Regions from separate parts of the Zea mays genome. Here regions 1 and 2 are each linked to region 3. The links are chromatin contacts, called in public Hi-C maps. All regions are on one chromosome and are shown on one strand. Each heading gives the region's core, a stretch centred on a gene start, on an enhancer-like site or on the middle of the called end of the contact. The rest is flanking DNA. Distances are from core to core; before and after follow the strand shown. Region 1 holds the start of LOC100217298 (aldose 1-epimerase). Region 2 holds the start of LOC100274938. Region 3 holds the start of LOC100383912.

Region 1 (3,025 bases), core at 132-2,631, 200 kb before region 3:
TGGAGAACAGAAACTGAATGTACTATAGGTCTATATAGCACACTGAGAATGCAATTATTGAACCGAATTGTAAAAGGTTGGCAAAGATGCTTTTTTGGATGAAGCTAGAGAGAGAGAGAGAGAGAGAGAGAGAGATTGCATTTGAACTTTTACCCTGTTGGCTCTAGAGTTAGTTAATTAGTCTTGGGCAGAGATCAGGAGATCACGTGGTGGAGGCTGTCTGCTTCCCACAGTTCATATAATACTTGCTAGTTGCTATCTCTCGCGTAACATGGCCACTGCCGGCGCCCAGCATAAAGAAATGAAACTGCATCCAGCTAATGGCCTAATCGTTTCTCAGAGTTCCTTTTTCTTTTCTATTCTATCCCGCTGTGCTTTACAAGGTTGAGACGTGGCGAACACATCTCAAAAAAAAAAAAAAAATTTGTGTGTGTGTGGGGGTTGTTTTCTCTGGCTGGGACCTCCCCGTGTAGAAAACTGAGCTCAAACTGACAGCGACGGCATAGGTCCGTGTGGCTGTGTTTCTTTCTGATAGCCATGGCCTTATGAATGATTGACTGGTTAGCAGCAGCGTGGCTTTTTTGCCGGATACTGGACGGCCAAGTAATTAAATAAATATATATCTTCTCCTTGCATATACACTATTTGCAAAACTGAAAAAGGATGGCGCAAATCCGGAAGATGGAAATGAGGAATGAATGCATGTCCAAGGCTCACTACGACGTTATGCAGACAACAGTAGTTCGTAAAACTGTTGCAGAGATAAGCAAAAACATAAAACCAATAACGGCTGTGTCAGTAAGAACGGGAGCAGTGTGATGCTGGAGCTTACCACGTATCCTCCAATGGTGTCGTAGCCAAGCACGACGTCAGCAAAATCCCCTGCGAAGGGAGTCGGGGCGACAGAGCAGTAAATACGTTGGTGATGGCGGACTGGACTGACTAATCGCACACGTACAGCGGGGGACGGACTGCCATGCATAGATGGATTCTTTTCGAGAGAGATAGAGGAGGAGGAGGAGGAGAGGAAAGTCGAACGCACCTTTGGAGTCCGGCAGCACAACGGAGGTGATGGTGGCGCCCCAGTTGGTGACGCCGACGGAGAAATCGCCCGCCTTGAGCTCGTACACGCCGACCATCTTCCTCCCCGCCGCATTGGCGGAGCCGGCGGCGGCGGCGCACGCGCACAGCAGCGCGAGGAGCAGCGGAGCTCTAGCCATGATTATCAGCCAACGCAGGAGGAGTCAGTCAGCTGTGGCCGTGCCGTGCGCGCCCAGTCGCGGCCTGCGCCTTAAGAAGGACGACGAGCGGAGGCAGGAGCAGAACAGGAGGGACGACTGACTGACTGACTTACTGGGCGACTGGCGACAGCTGCTGCTGCTGGAATAATGGATGGGGGTGTATGCAGTCAGTCAGTCAAAGATGTTGCTGGGATTGTGAATTGTCGTCTCGTCACTCAGCACGCCGAGGCCAGCCACCGCTACCGCTTGTCTCGCGTTTTTTTTTCATTTTTCTTGTCCGCAAGCGCAAGCTAATCTGCGCTGCGTGCGCGCCCATCCAGCGAGCTTCCGTCGCGTGCGAGTGCGAGCAGCAGCAGGCCGCCGGCTACTTGGCTGGCACATGGGCGGCGAGTATTCCGTTCGTCCATGCGACGACCTCGTGCTGCGCACGATGGCCCAGCGGCAGCGCTTGGAAACAGGTAGTACGCACGTTCGCCAGTTGTCCGCGCATATGGTGACCAGCGTTTGTGTGCGCGGTGCGCCTCCACACTTCCGATCGGAAGGAAATCGGTCGGGATTTTTCGTTGCCCGCGGATTGTCCTTGTCCGGGGCACGTTGTGCGGAAATCCTCTAGGGATAGATCCACCGCTGACAAAGCGGTTGTTGGCGAGGGCAAAGGAGTCGTGTGATCGTGAGTTGGTGACCGCGGCGGAAGACACGGGATCACACGGCTGTTTTAACGTGGACAGAGGAGCAAGTAAAACGCGCGCCGGCGTCGTCGTGCGCAGGCTGTAGTTGAACCAGGCAGCGTACGAGTACGATCATATCCGTTGCGGTTGCAGGGACGAAGCACGAGAGTCAGTTCCACACCGGAGCTGGAAGGCCACCTGACCAGAGAGCAGCACTTGCGCTTCTCATCCATCGCTGGCGGTGAGCAGTGGCAGCCTGGCAGGACAGGCGTCACCTGTCAGCAGCACCCAGCAGCGTCACCGTCACGTCGCTCGGGCAAGCGATGAGAGATATGGCGGCCTCCTCGCCGGTGGCGAGCACCTCGCACGAGCCTACGATCTACGGGGAATCTGGAACATCTAGTTCTCTTTGGCTTCAAACAGCGAATCACAGCGACCGCTGGAGCGCTGAGGGTGGTAACTATGCAAAAAAAAAAAAAACCTAGTAACCCGAACCTAAAATACCCGAATTTCGTCCTGAAATTTCGGTTAGCAGCTTGTAAAACCCGAATTTATTTCGGTTAATTCGGGTATCATAATCGGGTATCTGAAATACCCAAACTTTCCAAACTTTCATGTGTAATATACTCAAATCATTCTTAATTATTAATCTGTGCATCTATAATTATGTGTAAGTGTGCATGACTTGTGATTATAGATTGCTTGTGTTTTTTATGTCCATGTATATCTGTTGACGCCTTTTTGGAGGCGCCAATCACTTCAAAAGAACCAACGGCGGTGCTCTCTGGTCAGGTGCGGACGGTCCGCGGCACAGGGCCGGACGGTCCGCGACCTGGTGTGAGGCGGCGGTGCTCTCTGGTCAGGCGCGGACGGTCCGCGGCACAGGGCCGGACGGTCCGCGACCTGGTGCAGGAGCTCGGGTTCCCTGCCTGACGGCCGGACGGTCCACGCCCTAGGGTCGGACGGTCCGCGCGTGCGCAGGGGCGGCGGAAGATCGCCGGCGACGCCTGGATCTCGCTCCCGGGAGGGACCCCGTCGGGGAGGAGAGATCCTAGGAGTTGTCTAGGCTCGGTCAGGCCGACCTAGACTCCTCTAATCGACGTAGAGTCGAGGAGA
Region 2 (3,282 bases), core at 611-3,110, 170 kb after region 3:
GTGTTTGATTTCTAGGGACTAATTTTTAGTCTTTTTATTTTATTCCATTCTAGTACCTAAATTACTAAATAGTTTTAGTTTCCGTATTTGACAATTTAGAAACTAAAATAGATGAAAAAGGGACAAAATTAGTTTCTAAAACCAAACACCCTCTAAGGATCCTTTCCGAAAACGCTAAGGCAAGGAGGAGAGGGAATCATCCCTTGTTGACTAGAGAGCACGGTCACCAACCGTGAGAGTGTGGTGTGTTATGTTCAATATGGGACGAGATGGACAAATAGACGAGATGATAGCTTGTGGATATTTACATTCATTATGAGATAAGGGATTATTTCCTCTTATCTTGCATAATGCATACCACTTACCACATTGTAAAGCAAAGCATATGGTGGAAAATTGTGGCCAGTCCGAGTCATACTGAGAGTTGTTTAACATGTGAGAAGTATGAAGTTGTCCGTGGTGGAGTACTTGTAATACTACTGGATCTAAGATAGCGTAAAAGTCAGCTGCAGCCATGAACTTGAAGCGTTGAGTGTATAAGCCCACAAACTGCACATCCGGCGTATGTACGGCAGCACTCTATGCACTACATCCGGACAACATGTGTACGAAAGAGATTTAAAAGGTGATATAATATATAATAGTTGATTTAGAGTTTAGATATAGAGTAAATATGACTGCGGAGGATTGTGATATAGGTAAAGAATTTTGCTGACAATGATATAATATTTCTTTTTTAGTAGAAATTTAGAGGTGTTTGAGTGCAGATAGCTAGAGCAAAACTACACTGCCAACAGATGGCTAGAGGGTCTGTTCTAGACTCGAGTTGCCTGTGAAGATAGTCTTCAGTTCTTCACCCGCTGAAAAACTACGTCTACTCTGCTATGGTTCTAAACGTGTGTGATGTTTAATTCCGCCAATATAATGATGTAATAATTATGGATAAATCTTCCTATTTGTATCCTTCTAAAACAATTATTCATTATGTATGGACCGTGATAAGAACTAAACTTCGATAATAGTATAAATTTTTGGGACTATCATGTTATATTTTATTATGTTATATTTTATTAGGTGGATTTTCCCTCAAATAAATCGTGGACCGTTCCGGCCATCGAAACCAAACCTCACGAGAAATGACTCCCAAACTGAATCATGAAGTACGTGATCGCTGTGAATTGAGTAGGAATTTCTCCCATTCAAGGTACATACAGATACAAACATGAATGGCTTTATTTGAGAACAAAGTTTTTGAAAACCACAGTATTTAAAATACTATAACATACTTTAATCAAGACAATACTATAGTTTAAAATATTAAAGTTTTGGAAACTGAGGTCCAGACCTAGATTTAGAATACTTTAAAACATTACAGTTTTTGCAATACTTCAGTTTGAAAACATAGATTTTAGCTAGCTTGTAAAACACCATTTTGTATGTAATACTACAGTATTTGGAAATACTGAAGCATTTTTCCAAAACTGTCAAACAAACTTCACTACCAAACACCTGTATATTGTACTGTATGTATCGATCGGTTTGAAAAATCTGTCGATGGGTCTCTTGATCGGCTGTACCGGCCAACAGTGAGACTGTCTGCTACTCACTCATTAATCGATGTGAGACTAGTAGTGATAGGTCGTTTAGGCTCGGTTGTCCTACACAGCCACAGCTACGGCTTAAAAACAAAATACTCGCATCAAGCCGTAGTGAACAATAGTATATTGGCGTCTCACCAATAATCCTGGTACACCAAAAAGTCAATCAAGCCGTCAAACTCCCCGCAACTACACGCAAATTTACCTTCCTTGCATGCCAAGTCTGTGCTACATAACTAGGGCCCTCCTCTCTATGTCTCTCTATAGTCGAACTCTATAGATACATCGCCTTGACGCTCCATCCTTGCACAAACGCAACTACGAGAGAGAAGGACAAGGAAAAAAACAGGGGACAAGATCGAGTGAGAAAGAGGAGATATGGCGTCCATAATAACAGGAGATTTCGCGGAGGCCTACGTACGGAAGAACGCCTGCGAAGAGGAGACGAGGAAGGCAGAAGCAAGCACCGCCGGCGGGGTGGCGGCGGCGGCGACACCAGGAGACAAGAAGGCCGACGCTAGTGCATCATCCGAGAAGAAAGTGGCCAAAGAGGCTGCAGCTGGTAGCAACAAGGGAGAAGGAGGCAGTCTCTTCGGGCTGCTGAAGAAGAAGGTTCACCCCAAAGTCGGTGGAAGTTCAGGAGCTTATTCTTGACCTCCTGTATGCATCTGCGCGTGGCTACAAGCATGCTGCATGCATGCAAGAAATTTCAGAATTTTACCCGTGTCCATCTTGAAGTGGTTTCAGTTCAGATTTTTGGCCTTTTTCGTTACTTTCCCTTTCATCCTCCTTGAATAAGATGTACCTGTTTGTTTGATAAAGAGGTGGAAGTAAAATGTTTAGGGGAAAGGAAACGAAGCAGTTCTTTTCACCATCTTTCTCTACTTTTTTTTGACTATCAACGGAGGAGGAGGGCCCCCACCTGGTTAGTTATATTGCCATTATACCAAAACATGCCTTGAGGATACAGGAGATCAGAGGAAGTACATGAGACGGGGTAGAGGAGAGAGGTGATTTCATTGGTGGCCTATGCCATGTCTAGGATCCTACACCAGTTCGCCACAATTGGAAGGTCCTCACGACAGAGTCTGCACTTCCATATATTGGCATCCGATTGGCAAAGCGAGTTGTTTCGCGAGGGGAGCTCTTTGCGGAAAACGACGGCGTTACGGCCTTTCCAGAGTTGTCAACATCAAAGGAGAACGAAGGTGCTGAACAATTTGGGGGAGGTTTGGGGGCCCTGCAGGCTGGGGAGGACATTTTGTTCATCCGAGTCGATCCTCACACCCAGAAACGAAGCGGTTCATTTCACATCTTAGCTCTCCCTACTGATGAAAACAACTTCAATATTTGGCCCTACAAAGTCCAACGTAAAAACGAAGTCATGTTTTTTGCTACCGATATTTTGTCCCTACATGCTACTGGTTCCAAGTCTTGCTCCTCTTTCCATGCTAGGCTCCTAAAGTGAAGCTTTTAGCTGACAACACAGTGTCTCACAAGTCACAAGTCACAAGTTCCAACCAGAGAGTTCGACACTTGTACAACGTGAGACAACGACTCAATGCGGCGACTTTTGTCCTCTTCGCTGATGATCTTCGGGCGGGGATGCGAGCTCTACTTAGCTATGGCCAGCAGGTGGTACATATAGCCCTATAAAATACTGTTTTGCACCGTTTACGAGGTG
Region 3 (3,323 bases), core at 360-2,859:
GGGTAAGACCACCCTCTCGGTATTTCATTAATAGAAGCCTGCGGCAACGGCCCCGGCTGAGAAACTTCTGAACCCTGTCCTCCCATCACTAACGAGCCGATTCAAGCTGCCCACTCTGCAAAGAACCTCCCAAACCCGAGGGTGGCGCACAACCAAGTTGTAGCCCGTGAGCGGATGTGGATTAGCGAGGGGATTTTTTTGTGCATGGCCAAGGTTCGAACCGTGACCTGGTGAAAGGGACCCTGCCGCCTTCACCACTGAGGTATTACCCCATCTGCCAGAGGTAGCTAATATGATTGTAATCTTTCCCGGGCATGTCACCAAAGCCGTTGGCAAACCTGGAACAATAATTTGCACAGGTGGAATCCTAAGGAATGTGTTATTTTTACAGAATTCGTTTTGTTTTCCATAACTTGGATGCTATCTTTACTAGCTAAATCCACAGAGGAGTTTTACATAGCTCTATGTGTGCTCTCTGCCAGGGTTTGATAATGATAGAATAAGCAAACCATTGTGTCATATGCACATCACATCTTTCTCAGGAATTTGGAATCACACACATGACAGGTTCATCTGAAATATCAGAATTGAGGATAGCTAAGAACAATTGAAGCTACCTAGAATTCAGCACACAAAATAGGGTTCTCAGTTCTCCATAAGTAAGAAATATAAAACGAGAGAAGCCATCAATCCATCAAAACGCGAGCTGTCAGGTTAGCTGTGTTCAAATGTCTACTTACGATGACCACGCTGAAGCTCTTCAGATTTAGAAGCCACAAAAAAATCCCGGGTAATATGAACAGACATTTATTATAAGAAGAAAACCTTTTGGGGGCTGGCAAGGATTTGCTGGCAAGAACGCAGAGATGCTTAGCAGTAACAAGGAACTCTTGACCAGAGAGTACAGCTAGCCGGGAGCAAAAGAAGTACAAAGAAGGACGTAAATCAAAGGAATTAAAAAAAAGGAAAACATGCGTCCTTTCTCTTTGTAGACATGCTTCAGAGCCCCGTACTGTCCGAATTGCAGGCACCGCAAATATTCCCAAATACAGAGGCCGCCTACTCCAGCCTAGGCCGCCTAAATCTCGCAGCTATCGTTCTCCTCGCGGAAGTGTAGGACGAGAGGGCACGGAGCCACAGACACAGCAGATCTGAACAAGCGAATAGCGACACCACCCACCATCAGATGGAACGCGGGAGGGAATTCCCCAACCACATGAGGTTCCCCGAAGAGGGACATGGCACCTTAATCCCGAAAGCTCTCGTACCCGCAACACCCTGGCGTAGTAGCATGCATGCACATCGTGGCCGAAGGAATGAAAGGAAGGAAGAGAGGAGGGATTGGGACGAGAGGAGGCGGGAGTAAAGCATCACCTCTCGCTGGGACGGCGGACGGAGGACGGGCGGCCTCGGCGGGCGAGGAGGGGAAGAGGAAATCGCTGGGAAGAGGAGAGATGGAGTGGTGTTTTGTTTTGGTGGACTACCTCCGGAGCCTCCTGTATTCTGATGAACCGAGCAGGGACCACGAAGGCTCTCCGCTTACAGGTGGAATTGGAATGCAGCTGAGACGAAACGAGGCGAGAAGCGAGATTGATATGGTAGGGTTCCTCCTCCAATCCGTCTCGGCGCGGGTGGGGTGGGGTGGGGTGGGACGGGAGGACGGCGGAATGGGTGGATGACGACGGGTTTACATGACAAGGCTGGCTCCGTGGATCGGCTCGGCGGCATCAACAACGGCTGGCTTGGCAGGCCAAGCGGCGCCCAGCTGTGAGCACTACTCTAATATAATTATTATCGCCTTTTGCTTTTGATTTGGCTTCATGCTCCTCTGACAACAGGTTGCTAGGTCGCCTGGCTTAGGGCAGCCACAATGATACTCCCTCCGGTTTCCTATTAGTTGTCGTTTAGGACAACGACACGGTCTCAAAAATATAACTTTGACTAATGTTTTTTGTTAAAATACAAATGAACTCTTAATATATTTATACTTTTATAAAAGTATTTTTTATGATAAATTAGTGTATATAAATATTAGGTTCCAAAACTAAATAACAAAATAGTTATTTGTAGTCAAAATTTTATAAGTTTGACTCGAACCTTATCCAAAACGACAACTAATAGGAAACCGGAGGGAGTATATAGGGCCTGTTTGGCATGGCTCCAGAGCAAAACTCCAAGGAGGAGCTGGCCAGAGCATGCCAAACACCCTAACTCTAGAGTTATAAACTCTATGGAGTTTTTGGAGCTGCAGTACAATTTTTTGGAGTACCTCTTTTGCTGCTCTGAAAACTCCAAAAAAGCAACCTAGTCATGGAGTTTTGAGTTATTTACCCGCCATTGCCACTGGTTATGAGAAACAATCTAAACTCTGGAGCAGAGCTGCTCCACCCAGAGTTTTAGAGTAGAGCTGCTCTGGGGTGGAGCAGAGCCATGCCAAACACACCCATAGATAGCACAATTTCTATAGCAACATTTATATCATCTATATATTATATTAAAGTAAATCTTTGCAATGTAGTAGATACTTATAGCTATTTCTAATACGTACATATACTCTCTATACCACCTCGGTTTCAACGGTAGCTCTGTCCCCTCTGGCAGGACGTTATCTACAAGTTTCCTTGGCGTAGTCCCGGCTTTTATTAAAGATTGCTCCTCCCCGGCCCGCCTATAAATCCACCAGTTTACGTTTACAGTTTACGCTTCCTCTCTTGCTTTACATTTCGTTTACAGAATTGCAGCCGCTGTAATCGGGCTATAAAAGCCGCTCGTTCGAAGAAAGCGAAAGTGTATTAGTTCTGAGATCGATGTATGATCCGCCTAATTCATATGATATGAAATAACGAATGTGAAATAACGCTTCCAGATTAAGTAATCTGCCTCCGGCAAAAACAATCGTATAGATTTATACTAGGTTTATAGATAACAGCTCTCTCTGTCTTCATTTAATTTATTGTCATATATATAGGATAGATATTAACATGGACTTCTTGTAGTGATCTAACTTGACACCATTAGGGCTGCCCTTAGCGGACGAGAGGTCATAACCTGCCAAAATTTAAAACTGAAAATTTTGTTAATGTTAGACTAGTGCCTACACAAAGAATGCACGTATATAAAAATGCACACGTTACGACCTCATATGTACCAAAAATGCATAATAAATATATTTGAAGTTGAAAATATTGATACTATTTTCTACTCCCTCCGTCTCAAAATAGTACTTGTTTTAGCTCTTGATCTTTATGTATATATTTTAAAAAAAATAATGATGAATCTAAACACAAGTATAAAACATATATATGAAGTATTGTATGTACCTA

Evidence for each region. A called contact is a pair of places that touch in the nucleus more often than the background predicts.
Region 1: a contact with region 3 is called in a Hi-C map of leaf, with 6 times the contacts expected there. The contact joins the promoter of LOC100217298 here to the promoter of LOC100383912 in region 3. A contact is called at or near these places in 3 of 25 Hi-C or Micro-C datasets (ear, leaf and tassel).
Region 2: a contact with region 3 is called in a Hi-C map of leaf, with 2.7 times the contacts expected there. The contact joins the promoter of LOC100274938 here to the promoter of LOC100383912 in region 3. A contact is called at or near these places in 4 of 25 Hi-C or Micro-C datasets (bundle sheath, endosperm, leaf and 1 more).

Annotation. Positions count from the first base shown.
Region 1 is chr2:44,237,014-44,240,038 of Zm-B73-REFERENCE-NAM-5.0, forward strand. LOC100217298 (aldose 1-epimerase) reads right to left here and starts at 1,382. Exons shown (of 5, transcript NM_001143646.1): 1 at 1,043-1,382; 2 at 833-882. The coding sequence starts at 1,220.
Region 2 is chr2:44,600,300-44,603,581 of Zm-B73-REFERENCE-NAM-5.0, forward strand. It overlaps LOC100274938, which reads left to right and starts at 1,861. Exons shown (of 1, transcript NM_001149181.2): 1 at 1,861-2,469. The coding sequence starts at 1,977. The coding sequence ends at 2,252.
Region 3 is chr2:44,435,013-44,438,335 of Zm-B73-REFERENCE-NAM-5.0, forward strand. LOC100383912 reads right to left here and starts at 1,610. Exons shown (of 2, transcript NM_001394903.1): 1 at 1,375-1,610.